Regions from separate parts of the Mus musculus genome. Here regions 2 and 3 are each linked to region 1. The links are chromatin contacts, called in public promoter capture Hi-C maps. All regions are on one chromosome and are shown on one strand. The core of a region is the stretch at or near the end of the contact, and the rest is flanking DNA. Distances in the headings are between cores, read along the strand shown.

Region 1 (4,307 bases), core at 906-3,405:
GCTTAATCCAGTGTACACATAACTCCTTCATTCTTATGGGTGCTGGGGTAAAAGTGCAAAGAAAAGAAACAGAAAAAAAACAAAACAAAAACAAAAAACAAGCAAACAAACAACGACGATGAATAGAAAAGGTTTATGACAAAGTCAGGTATTCTCAAGTAGACCTTCCACTTACAGATAAATATAAAAAGTAGCAATTCTCACCCTTAGCTCATCATCATCGATAATGGATCATATCTCCAGACAGTACACCAAAACCCTTCATTTAGTTTTTATCCTCACTGAAGATGTATACCTGAAGTGATAACCCTGAGTCTAGGTAAGTACTTTTGAAGAAGGAACCTGCAGCTCTCTGTGTGGGAGCCCTGAGGAAGCAGAAGCAGTACAAGCATACACTAGAGCTGCTGTGAGGGGAAAACATTGAGCAATATACACAGCCATGCTTAACAGTACTGAGAGCAAGATAGATCTAAATTAATATTAGTTCCCCTTTCTTTCCCCATGTGTCTGTGCGCAGCAACTTTGCTTTTGACTTTGAAACATGAAACTTGTCTCCTCTGCCGTCAGCGCACATTTCTCAAGTTGCTGAAAACCTAAATAAAGACAGAAACGAGGGCTGAAAGACAGACCTGCTTTACAGGAGAATTTGAGGGGAGGAAAATTAGTAATTATATGTCAGACCTCCTATATTTATGATTTTAACAAAAGGCATGCTGTTTTTTTCTTCCCATTCTTTTATGGTAGGTAGTGTCATTTTTAAAGGAAGGGGAAGAAAAATCCCTGGGCTACATGGTGGGATATAGGCTAAATGGTGAGATATAGGCTACATGGTGGGATATAAGCTACATGGTGGGATATAAGCTACATGGTGGGATATAGGCTACATGGTGGGATATAGGCTCAATCAAAGTTTCTATTCCTGATGTGCAGCTCACGCTAGAACAAAGTTGAGAAGTTGGGTCCTCAGCCAGAGAGGGGTTTTAAGGCTTTGAAACAGATTTTACACATGGAAGAGTTCTAGGACTGGTAGAAGGTAGCTTGCCAGAAGCCACCCTATGAGACTTCCCCTGAAAGAGGTTTGGAAGATACTGAGATCACATACAGTTGCAAGCAAAGGAGAGGAAAATACTCTCAGGAGCAAGCTGGCATGGGGTTAAAATTGAAAAGCTTGTACTTTAATCCAGAAGAGACCAGCATCATAGTGTCTTCCAGGACTTGCCCAACAGTGGACCCACGAAGGGGAGAAAGTTCATTATGTCTTGTTTTGGGGACCCAACTCACCCAGCTGGAGCTGTTCGCAGGTCTGGTTTGGATTCTTTCTGATCCCGCATCTGTAAATCGCCCCAGGATTGACCACTGAGGCATTAGAGAGCCAGCTGGCAGTGGGAGCCCCCACGATGAGCCTAAAGCAAGAACCATGCAAGTTCGCTCAGACGTGAACCAGTCTGCCCACCCACTCTGCCCCGTGTTGGCTTGTGACAGCTGTGCAGTGGTCAGCAAGGGAAGTGGCACCCACCTCCTCTTCCCATGACTGGAGACCCAGGACTCAGGAGCACCCTGGGGGCTGCCATCCCAAGATAAGTTAGTTCCAAGGCTCTCCAGTGAGGCAGCTGGCTGAAGCCAGGTCTTTCTCTGACCTCCCAGGAGGGCGGAAAGTTTGATTCATACAAGGAATCCCAGAGGCGGAGGCGCTGTGACATGCCTCTTGGGGAGGGCGCACTCACCAGCGCTTCGACCCGTGGCTGTGCAGCACCACCGAGTAGCCAAACAGCGTGCCGGAGGGGCCCTGGTACAGCAGTGCATTCTCCGGGTCCAGGTTGTAGGAGTGCCCGGTTGGCACCCCGAAGTACAACAACAGCATCACCGCTTCCCGGAGGGCGATCCCTCGGGACCTCGGTCTGCACCTCGCTTCCGCAGCCATGCGCTCTTGGTGGAGAACATTCAACACAAAACGGCCACTGACCAGAGTTGCACAGGATGCGACGGTTGGCCAAAGAGAAGAGCGCCCCAAGAGATGAAGTGCAGCAGCGTGTCCGGTGCTGGCAGGCGACAGGGGCGGAGAGAGGGACGCCAGAAGAGGAGGGGAATTGGTGGCCACAGGCGGAGCGATCGTAGTGGCCAGGGATGCTTCAGGCTCTGGCCCACGCCCCGTTTCTGTGGCCCCGGAGCCAGGGGCCGGGTGCTCCTAGGATCTGGGTGGGGTCCTGGGTGTGGTGCAGTGGCTCACAGCCTGGCCTCCCTCTCCCCAACCCGATCCCCATCCCCGCCCCGCAGCAGCTGTAGGGGGCGCTAGGGGACCTAGGTTGCATGGACTCACACCCTGGCAGACATCACACACAGTGGCTCTGGCTTCTGGGGCCCAGCAAAAATAACCCTTGGGGGAACACAAAACAGATCAGGGGATTCCCTTTTGAAAGTTGGCTAAGGCTTGATGCCTTGCGGGACTTCACCAAGTGACTGGCCTCCAGGGCCAGTCCCAGTGGCCAATAATTTGGGAACTAAGACTGTGGAGAACCTTCCAGAACTTCCTCTGTCACTTATGTGCTGTGTAGCATACAGAAATTACACAGTTTGCAAGAAGCCAAAACTGCTGCCCCCCCCCCCTCCCGCCCCAGCCCTATTGGAGCATTTGGTGACAAAAGTATATGGCTAGTCTCTTCAAAACTCCCAGGCCTGCAGCCTTTTATGCAGGCTTCCTTCCTCTCTATACACTTCCTCTTAAATAGAGTCTATACGCATGAGCAAGCCAGGCAATAGCCTAACACAGAAAACCCAGGCAAGCTAAGGAAATTCTGTGACTTGCCTCACTTAGCAGACTCCACCCCTTGCTCACTTCTTCATAACTAGTCCCCATGTACACACTCAGTTACCCCAGGACATACCTACCACCAGATGTGTAGACACAGCCTAAGACAAGGTCATAACAGGCTTCTAAAAAGCCACCAGAGATCAGAGTCACAGCACACCTAAGCCAGGAGATGGGCCTCTGCTGAACATACTCCTTGTGTGCTGCTTTTCTTTTTTTTTTTAATTTTATTTTATTTTTAATTTATGTCTTACACTCCATATTCCATTCCCTGCTTTTCACGCTGGAGCAGGAGGCAAGTGCTGGTGAGTGTTAGCAGGTGAGATGCTGGCCCTCTTACCTTTGTTGCAAAAAAAAGACAAATGACAAGAAAGAAAGAAAGAAAGAAAGAAAGAAAGAAAGAAAGAAAGAAAGAAAGAAAGAAAGAAAGAAAGAAAAAGAGAGAGGGAGGGAGGGAGAGAAAGAAAGAAAGGAAGAAAGAGAGAGAGAGAGAGAGAGAGAGAGAGAGAGAGAGAGAGAGAGAGAAAGGAAGGAAGAAAGGAAGAAAGAAAGAAAGAAAGAAAGAAAGAAAGAAAGTCCGTGTCTGCCAGTTACACCAACAGAATCACAGGCCCGCAGCTGTCGCTGTTCACTGAGTCAGATCATCTCATGCAGTGGGCAGCCCCCAGTCCTCGAAACACCACAACAAATCAGCAGGATGCCTGGAGGAGCACCCAGCAACATTTTTGGCCTGATAGTAGAAAAGAAAAGTTCCCTACTCCATAAAGTTTAATTGTTTGGGAACACTTGAAGAGAGCTGGAAGGCAAGGATCGCTGAGTTGGGCTCCACACACTCTGAGAAGAGGCACGAGGGAGGAGCCGGTCAGCCTGGTTGAGGGACTGAAAAATAAAATAGCACGTGCCTCCTGAGCCCCACAGGCAGGGAAGGGATGGTGAAACTCTGGTTGGCACTGATAGCTGTACAGTGGCTAATGGGCAGGTCCTCATTTCTATCATTCAGATTACAATTTGCTACTTTTCCAGAAGTATTATTCAACAAGCCAAGACAACCCTCCTTCCTTCCCTTAGGACTTGAAAACAGCCCTGCTGCTAAAAATCCCCTCCCATTGGGGAGATAGAAACAATGTCTACCCCTTGTGCTAACGTCCCATTGGCAAACCCAGGCATGACTCTGAAATTCCTTTCCTCTGGGGAACTGTCTTAGTTAGGGTTCCTATTGCTGTGACAAAGCACCATGATCAAAAGCAACCTGGGGGAGGAAAGGATTTATTTGCCTTAGATATCCTGAATCATACTTCATAAGGGGAAACCAAAACAGGAACTCAAACTGGGCAGGAACTTGGAGGCAGGAGCTGATGGAGAACCCACTGTCTTGCTTCTGGTAGCTCACTTAACTGGCTTTCTTATGGTGCCTAAGAACACCAGCCCAGGGTGGAGGTGGTACCACCCACAGTGGGTTGGACTGTCCCACACTCTATCATTACATGAAAAAGAAAAAAAA
Region 2 (4,976 bases), core at 774-3,273, 1.1 Mb before region 1:
GCCCACCACAACGACCACGTACAGTATCAGAAGACAGAGACTGATCCTCTTCAAGTCTCTGATAAAGTCATCTTTGTTTAACCAGACTCCCATTCTCTTTCTTATGAAAGTTCTGACTTATGTGAACATTAAGATACAATGCTGGGTCCGGTGGTTAAAATAGACACACGTGAGAATCTCTGTCCACATAACTTCAAGGGTCAATCAAGCATCTCGGGAACACAGCTCAGAAATGTTAACCTAAAGAGAGCAAACCAGGCAGTTAAAATACTTTTCAGACTTAACATTTATAGCATGATTTGTCAAGCGACACAGCCAGTAATACAGTTTCCACACTGAAGGTCACATCCCTGTGAATAGCTTTGAACCCCTATTCTCCAGGACCCTCCCTTGCCCCTGTATTCAGGTAGGCATGTTTGTAAAATCACTGATAGCAGGAAAAAGGTAATGAGTAGTAGTAGCTAGCTAGCTTTCAAGAAAAACACAGGCACACATATGCGAGAGAAAGAGAGAGAGAGAGAGAGAGAGAGAGAGAGAGAGAGAGATGGGGGAGGGAGGGAGGGACAGAGACAGAGATACTGAGAGAGACAGGGACAGAGACACAAAGGCTCTGGTCAATATGATGCTACCAGGATAAGACTCAGCAGTATTTCTTTTCTCTCCCAGCACGCTGCCCTTTCTAATACCTCCTCCCTTTCAGCTCCTTCCACGCCTGGAAAGCTTATCAAGTTCCTTTTTTAAATCTAATCTCATTTGTAGAGAATGCCTTCGAGGGAAAAACAAGGAAGCATGAAGCTTTTCCAAGAGGGTTGTACTTTTTTACATAACCGTTTAAGAACATCAGTATAAAAATAGATAACTTAAAAAAGCAGGCCACACAAGTTCTCTAAAGTGTTAGCACCAAGAGAAGATATTTTATAATAATTGCAAATCAATGCAATTTCACTGTAAAGCTCCTGTCTGGAGTAAAAACTAGGAAAACAAAGAGCACCAGGCATTGCTTGAGGGTAAAACCCTAACATTTAACCTTACAGCTAAACTAGTCCTCTTTAATATCTTCAAATGCTTTGGGGGAAAAAAAAAAGATCTAACTTCCCTAACCTCCTCAGTTTCAGCTCTCTTCCCTTAAGTCCGGATATGTTTCTAAGTATTTCTCCTTACCTGGGAACAGGCCTCACCTCACGTCTAACTCCCTTTTTTCACCCGCCTCCCCTAATAGCCCTTTGTAAAATATACTGACAGTAAAACAGAAATACCCAGACTGACAACCATCAGGAAGGAAAACAAATGAAGAACAAATCTCAACAAAGGCGACTTTGGGATAAGGTGTCCCTCGGCTTAGGGTGGGTTCAGGCAAAGCCTGGGAATAACTGAACAGCCTGGGGCCAGTGAGGCTGCAGGTAAACGCAGTGTTAATGAGGGATGCTGCCACCGCTCCAGAGCGGGATCGGGGAGAGGCGAAAGACAGAGGGTACGGGGCTGGCAAGGGTGCGCCTTGAGGTCCCAGGTCGGACCAGGGAGAGAGACCCCGAGTTAGAAAGTGCGAGCAGAAGGGGGCTCGCAGAGGTGGGGTGGAGGGGGCCGTGAAAACCCGGCGCAATGGGGGCACCGAGGCGGTGGGATGGGTCTGGCGTCCTCCCTCCCTGATGCCCCCGCAGTGCGTGGAGCCCGGCCCGCGCCCACCTCGGCGTCCTCAGCTACTGCCCCATCCTCAGGTCGCCGAGCTCCGGACCCGGCAGGACCGGACGCTGCCTGCGAACGCGCGCAGCAGCAATTCTGCCGCTCCCGTCGCGCCGGCGGGGCGGGGCCTGGCGCGGGGCATTGTGGGAAAGGCGTGGGCGAAGGCCGACGGGTGGCCAGCAGGGAGGGACGGGTGGGACCGCCGAGGCTGACGTGGCCTTCTGTGTGGCTGCGGCGGTGGCTGCGGGTCCCGCTCCTAGCCAGAGATAGGGAAGCATCCCGCAGCGCGGCCCACAGGCATCTTGCGGCCGTAGTCAACCGCTGGCGGAAGGAAGGGTGTGAAGCCCGCCTTTTCCGGTCCCGTTGCCAGGGCGACGGGAAAACCCGGGTGGAGAGATCCGGCTCTCTGGAGGTTTGGTTAAAGGGTGGGTATCCTTGAAAGGGCAGATTTGGCAGAAAGTGGAGAACTTGTCTGAATTGACCCCGTTGCCAGGGACCGGACAGAATAATTAAAGTTTTCTAGAAATAAAATTGTTTACAACTTTTATGTATCAACAAATATGAAGCGTTCTACAGGATTTCTGGATTTGTGAATCTGCCTTCTGATCCTCTCCTTTACTGGATTTGTTACAGAAACTGCAGTGTTTGAGTCATGACACTTTGACCGTTGAAGTAGACACATTAAAGTCCCTGAAAGAGGAAGTGATGGAAGCTGGTGGTAGTGATTTGAAATAAGTAGAAATTGATAGTGAGTCTTTGGGTAGTTAACCAGATGTCAGTTAATAATTTTATGGCTGTAGGACCTGTTGCTAAACCAACATATTGTAGGAAAGAAGCGGAAGTATAACGAACAAAGGCAGAAATATCAGAAAGAGCCTGAAGTAGCAGCTGTTAACCTGTACCAGGAACTGGCCGAAGTACACACGCGTTAACTCAGCCCTAAAATATTCTCGGGAGATACAGCTGATTATCATACACATGTCAAAATGGAAAATAAATGGGTAACTAAAAATTGAGGAAAATAAGATTAACACTTAAACAACCTAGTTCATTATGCCACGGTGATCCAAAACTCCTTAGAAAAAAATCTAAAAGCAAAACAGAGAACTGAAGAATCAAGTGGAAACTAATAGGTTTTTGTTACCATAGTGAATACATTTCAACTTATATTTTTAGATGGTAAGGAAGCTTCTTAAAGCTTTATTGTAAAGGACTGGAGTTGCATCTTACATAGTTTGCAACTCCTGAAGGGAGGATTCAAAGGAGATGCTTAGGAAAGGAAAAGCAGAGAAAACACAGACACACAGGCAGCATGCCACAAGTAATTTAAAGCAGTGTGTAAAACATTTTCTCTTCTCTGGGATATGTACTGGTGGGTAACAAGAGCAAAGACTTTCTGCTCCTAATAAATTGGATGATAGAGGGACACATTAGCCTGTTAGTTATTCAAATATATCTGTAATTAGGAAGGAAAAAATATGAAACACAGATCACAGTAAGACCAAAAGGTAGAAACGACCATCCAACAGCTTTCAGCTCATTTTAAGAGGTTTTATGGCTCAGTGGTTAAGATTACTGGCTGCTCTTCCAGAAGACAGAGTTCAATTCCCAACACCCACATGGCAGCCCACAACTATCTGTAACAGCAGTTCCAGAGGCTCTGGCACTCTTGCACAGACATGTAGGCAGAACACCAATGTGCATAAAAATAAACAAATCTTTAAAAATAAACTTAAAAGTCCTCCCCCTTTTCAATGGGAAGCTGAAGAAGAGTTTTAAGTGATGAAATGTTTTATGTAAGGATGACTTTGCTTAATTTGAAATGATCTTAAAGTTACAAGGAATTAAATGTTGTAGTACAAAAAAATTGTTTTTCTCAAAAGTTTGGGAGTAAGTTGACTTCTCCCATGACCCCCCCCACCCCCCAAAACTAGTGTGTGTTTTTTTCACAGATGGGATGCTTTCTTTTAAAAGTACAACCTTCGAATATGGGAAGTTTCTGTGAACACATTATCAGTGTCTAGTCCACAAATGTCAGATTCCGGTTTTTCCAATTATCAGTAAGACTTCCCAGTATGAGGATCTAGTAAGGAGCTATTTTTCTTTTTTTCTGTTTAGCACAATCGTGTTTTAGACTTCCTTAATGAGAAATGTTTATCCAGTTTTCCCAGATTTCAAGGTCTTAAACTTGTATAGAATTCAGGCCAGTTGTGTTATAGATACTATAGATAGATCCTATTTTTATGTGACTGAGGATTCTTCATGATTTGATTTAGTTGTGTTCATTTGACAGACATGTAACAAATGGCATTGTATTCTCACTGTCTTATCTGATGGTCTCAAATTTTTGTTTCTCCCATTGTTGGTAGTGGTAAATAACTTGAATAGGAGGATTTTTGTGATTTTTTTCCATGTAAGTTACATTTTACTTTTAATAAGATGTCCTTTGTAGGGAGCTACTTGGAGAAATAAATTCTTCTTGTTAAGCTTTCGATTTATTTATTGTATTTTTGTGGATTCATAGATTCCTGTTTTATAAAATTGATCAAACCTGTTACTCTCTTTTACTTAGAAATTTAAGTAGTTTTATATCTGGCCAGTTGAAACTCTTAAAAAATTTTTTTTGTGCCATCTTGCCAATCTTACCATTCTCTAAGCTTAGATGCTTTTGTACACAGTAGGATTTTCTAGGGTCATTCTGGGCTCTTCCTGCTTTGGTACTGACAGGAGCTGTTTCTCCAAGAAGTCTTGATTACTTTGAAGATGATATTTGATTACAAGATCTAAGGCTTGCTCCTTAGTACTGTAGCACTCATTGCTTCTTAGTGGAGAGGCAGTGACCATATGTTCACACACATATATTCATGGTTATGTTTACAAAACTATTAGAGGCCATATGTTCATATACACAAATATTCATGTTTGTGTGCATAAAATTATCATGTTACACCAATACTTCCAATGCTCAATGCATTTCTATGTGATACAGAATGTATTCATTCTATATAATTTTTCCCTTTGCAAATCTGTAGCCTTTTTTTGCTGATGGTGAAAGCATGTTTTCCCTTGTTCTTGAGATCTCTACTCATTTGCTTCTCCATGTTACACATTTCCCACTACTCTTTTTGGCCCTCCCTTCTTATAACCAGCTTGGAATCCCTACTACATTCTGATTGACTCCCTTGACAGATGTTCTACTCAATCCATTCAGGTCTAACCTGGGTTAGGCTACAATTTCACAATGACACTTTCTTCACAAGAGGGATACTTCCTTTTAATTTTTAGTTCCATCTGGG
Region 3 (4,545 bases), core at 1,084-3,583, 1.2 Mb before region 1:
TGTTATCACAAATTTTTGAGAATTAAGTCTCCTCTCAAGTGGTTTATCTCCTTAAGATATTTGGACTTCCATTTCCACCAGCCAGTTTTCCCACTGCTTCTTCAAAAGGAGCAGATAGACTGTCTTCTTCTGAAAGTTGTATAAGCCATTTAGGAAAGCAGAAAGAACAAAAAATATAAAAGATAATTAACATACTGGCAGATGCCGAAGAATATTGTGCACACATGACAGATGTTTATGAGAAACAATAGAGAGAAGGCACAGGAGCAGACAGACAGGTGCACACATCCTCTTCTGGGAGGAATGCGAATCCATCTCTGGTTTTAGTAAAAACTAATTTGGATTAAAGGAAAGTTGCAAGTCCCAGTTGTGATGGTGCCCACATTAGATCCTAGCACTAGGGAGGCAGAAGCAGGCAGATCTCTGTGAGTTTCAGGCTACCTGGGTCTATATACTGAGTTCCAGGACAGCCAGGGCTATATAGTGAGATGCTATTTCAAAAACAAAAAGAAAAACAAAACTAAGCAAAACAACAGAGAGGGGGAAGTTGGGAGGTTGGTGGAAGGGGAGAGCTTGTGAGAGGATTTGGTGGTAAGTGGGTATCTATCTCTGAAGCAAAGTTCATTCATACCTGTGGCAATGCGACCATCAAACACTCTACTCCTTTCTTCCTAAAAAATGTGAGATGAACACAAAATATGTTTAACAACCTCTTGAGTTCATCGTTCACCTTCGAATTTTTTACAGATCCCTATTTCTTTTACCTAATAAAGCTTCTAAATATTCTTTTAGTGACTGTTTATAAATCTCCCTTTCAGTATTTGTGTTTGTGTGTTTGTGTGCATGTGTGTGTGTGTGCTTTGCCATTTTTCATTGAATTAATTTATATAATGTTTGGCTTTCTTTTCTTATATGACACCAAATAATTGTACATCAGCCAGAGTTTATTTATTAATTAAATGGCTCCCTAGCCACCATCTGTTGTTGATTTCCTATGAAGTAGACACACTTCCTTCCGAAAACATTGAAGTCACAAACCGCTGGTAATGATCATTTTAGAGATAAAAATTCCATAAACTCAAGTCAGCCACTGACATTCCCTAAGTGCCATTGAGCCAGCGCAGGGGATTAAAGCCGTATCCTACTGTGTGCTCTGGGAAGTAGAGACAGACTTTATCTGCCTAGTATTGACAGCAGGGGGGTGGGCGGTGCGGAAGGCTGGGTAAATCAGGGCTGCTCTAGTGACGTCCGGCTTTGTTGTAGGTTTTGCCTCTGTGCTCCCGCTGTCTTCTGACACTGCAATCCCTCTGCTCAATGGTTTTCCTCTGAAGGGGCTCAGTGGTTGGGCCTCGGCAGGACTTCCCACGTACAATGCTCTTAAAGCCAGGGGGCAGCCGGGGTGGAAACAGGAGACTTCTGGGAGGCGTAGCCTGGGAGGGATCTGTTTTCTATTTTCTCCTCTGTATTGAACTCATCTGGATGGGAACCGTTCTCCTGTTTACTATTATCATTACCTGTGTGGGGTATTTTGCTTGCACGTTTATTTCCCCTGTTAGAAGAAACCGCCCGTGGGAAGAGTTAGATAATAAATGCAATTTTCAGTAAGAACACTCTGGGGGTGGGGGGCGGAATCCAAGTGCTTTAAAGTGGGCTCCACGCTTCGGTTTTAAAAAAGAAAAACTCAAAAGTTCGAATTCTACAGGGCAAAGAAAAACCCGGAAGGAAGCAGGGAGGGAGGGAGGAAGGGAAGGAAAGAAAAAAAAAGAAGGAGGGAAGGGAGGAATCACACCATTTCCACGTTTCTGTGGGTCTATTTGTTCTCTTGCGATTTCTTTCCCTTTGTGAGGGTCAATTTCTCCACGGTTATTCCAATCACAGACCCCCCGAAGTCATTAGTCCTGCCATTGCTCTTAGGAGGCTGCTATCTCTGCGACATGACATTTAAAGTGACTTTGCTCGCGCCTTCCTGTCTGACTTTCTGCAGGCGGAGGTGCGCTCGGGTTTGCTGTGAGGAAAGAGCTGCGGGCAACGAGGGACGGTGTGGGCTCGCGGGGCGGGATACAGGGGTGCGCATCTCTGTGGTGCGTTGAGACCGTTTCTCCCGTGGGGACCAAGGGTTCGTCTATGGATCCAGAGCCGGGGGTGGAGTGGGGAAAGGTGTGCGGCTCCTGTCGGGAGCTGCCTGGGGCTACAGCATCACAGATAGACAGGGTCTCACACTCCAGTCCCCTGAAAACTCAAAGCCTTCTCGGAAGGAGGAGCCGGAGGGCAGGGGACCGCGGGGCGGAGCTCTTGTCGGCCGAGGTGGGAAGGCGCAGCTGCGAGCCAAGGCGCTGACCTCCTCTGAGCTCCTCTGGCCGCTCGCAGGATCTTCCCGACCCTGCAGGACTTGGCAAACTCCCACCTCCGCTCCCATTAGTCCTCCCACCCCCACCAAATCTCCTCCCTCGGAGGTCCCCTATCCATCTCACTTTGCAGAATTTATCGCTTCTTCCAACACCTTTTTGCAACACCCCAGAACTCCGAGTCCCTTAACTGAATTTGACTTTTGTTTTTATTTCTCTCTGGCTTCCTCTTCTGCCCCCTCATCTGATTGATGTGCTAAGGCTGATGTCTCTGCCAGAGCGAGAGGAATAAATAGATGCTGCCTCGCCTAGAGGCTTAGACGCTTGGGAAGAGCAGCCGGCGCAGCGAGGCACCGGGCTCCGCCAAGCTAGTGGACCGGACCTGGGAGCACTTGGATCCAAGAGAACTGTGATTGTCCCAGGGGTGGGGGCAGCTCCCCAGGTCGTTGGGATCACCCCTCGGAACCGCAGGGGGAGACTTCGGAACGAAAGTGTCTCCCGCGTCCGTCGCTCGGCTGCGCCCTGCCCCATCCTGCTGGGACCATGGTCTGCTGCGGCCCGGGACGGATGCTGCTAGGATGGGCCGGGTTGCTAGTCCTGGCTGCTCTCTGCCTGCTCCAGGTGCCCGGAGCTCAGGCTGCAGCCTGTGAGCCTGTCCGCATCCCGCTGTGCAAGTCCCTTCCCTGGAACATGACCAAGATGCCCAACCACCTGCACCACAGCACCCAGGCTAACGCCATCCTGGCCATGGAACAGTTCGAAGGGCTGCTGGGCACCCACTGCAGCCCGGATCTTCTCTTCTTCCTCTGTGCAATGTACGCACCCATTTGCACCATCGACTTCCAGCACGAGCCCATCAAGCCCTGCAAGTCTGTGTGTGAGCGCGCCCGACAGGGCTGCGAGCCCATTCTCATCAAGTACCGCCACTCGTGGCCGGAAAGCTTGGCCTGCGACGAGCTGCCGGTGTACGACCGCGGCGTGTGCATCTCTCCTGAGGCCATCGTCACCGCGGACGGAGCGGGTGAGTCCTGAACTTTGCCCGACCTCTGAGAAGTTAGTTATTTGTCTTTATCGGCTAGCTTGCTTTCTGCGCTGAGCCCTTACCTTTCCCCTTAAGCACACTCCTCTACTGAATCCTATTCTTTTACTTAAAAGCAAAACAAAACAAAACAAAATTCACTTTTATCATTCTCCCAGACAAACGCAGTCTCTTCCAACAAGTGATCTGAGCGATCCATCCGTTCCCTACACTTCACACCCAACCTCCAAAGCGCCCCTTCCCTTCCCACTCTTTGCGTGTGGGGCTTAGCTGCTTTACTCTTAACGACATTGGAGTTTCTTCTGTTTCTTGGTGCATTCTTTTGCAATCTCGATCGTTAGTGTTTTCACGGCTTACAATTGTATGGAGACATCAGAAAAACAAAAAACCCTATTTTCTTCTAATCATGAAAAGTGCTAATTTAGTCTAAATAAACTGCTAATACAGAAATCTCTTAGTGACATGTGCCTGCTCAGAGCTCAATTTCGTCGGTTGCCATCGCCTTTCAACAGATTTCCCCTTCTCTTGACAAAATAGATGGTGATTCCAATCCAGAATGAAACAGCTATGGGACATTATTGCTATGCCCTGCTAATTAACTTCGGTTGCTCACTTCAGTCAGATAGCTGGGGAACCGAAAATAGCAGGCCCTTTTCACATGCCCACGTGCCTTCAAGTAATTTTGTATATAGCATATGGGTGAGTGGAGTTATATTTGGGCCATGTCATCTTCATAGCCTTATATAACTTTGCTTTCAATCTTGCCGGTTATTCCACCCATACTGTGTGTGTATACATGACCCACACGTTCACCCCCTTTTCCACTACCGAACTGTATTTTAGCTCTACGTTTAATGGGTTTAATCACAGCTGTTTTCTCACCGATGTTTGGTCTAATTGTGACATTCATAACTTCAAGACCACCCTTACCCCCTGACCCCCAACTCAATCCAGTTCAAAGTGGAATATTTTCAGTAAACTCATCATTTCCCTACTAGGTAACCCAAGACTTGGATTTTATCCTTCATGTTCTTTAAAGAGAACGCTTGAACAAACAAACCATCCATCATCTTTCAGTCTCTCCCAGGATCAACTGCTGTTAAGTGTGCTTCACTTGGTTGGTCCATCTCTGTTCATTTCGTTCTGTTTCTCAGTTGGCTC

Evidence for each region. Promoter capture Hi-C pulls out the DNA fragments that hold promoters and counts their contacts.
Region 2: a promoter capture Hi-C map of pre-B cells shows a contact between it and region 1, with 2.5 times the contacts expected there. The contact joins the promoter of Dnajc10 here to the promoter of Itga4 in region 1. A contact is called at or near these places in 2 of 39 promoter capture datasets (cranial neural crest and pre-B cells) and 1 of 484 Hi-C or Micro-C datasets (B cells).
Region 3: a contact with region 1 is called in a promoter capture Hi-C map of cranial neural crest. The contact joins the promoter of Frzb here to the promoter of Itga4 in region 1. A contact is called at or near these places in 4 of 39 promoter capture datasets (cranial neural crest, frontonasal cranial neural crest and liver).

The regions. Positions count from the first base shown.
Region 1 is chr2:79,253,274-79,257,580 of GRCm38.p6, reverse strand. It overlaps Itga4 (integrin alpha 4), which reads right to left and starts at 2,155. Exons shown (of 28, transcript NM_010576.4): 1 at 1,725-2,155; 2 at 1,282-1,403. The coding sequence starts at 1,921.
Region 2 is chr2:80,312,513-80,317,488 of GRCm38.p6, reverse strand. It overlaps Dnajc10 (DnaJ heat shock protein family (Hsp40) member C10), which reads right to left and starts at 2,023. Exons shown (of 23, transcript NM_024181.2): 1 at 1,684-2,023; 2 at 1-240. The coding sequence starts at 93.
Region 3 is chr2:80,445,184-80,449,728 of GRCm38.p6, reverse strand. Frzb (frizzled-related protein) reads left to right here and starts at 2,333. Exons shown (of 6, transcript NM_011356.4): 1 at 2,333-3,366. The coding sequence starts at 2,889.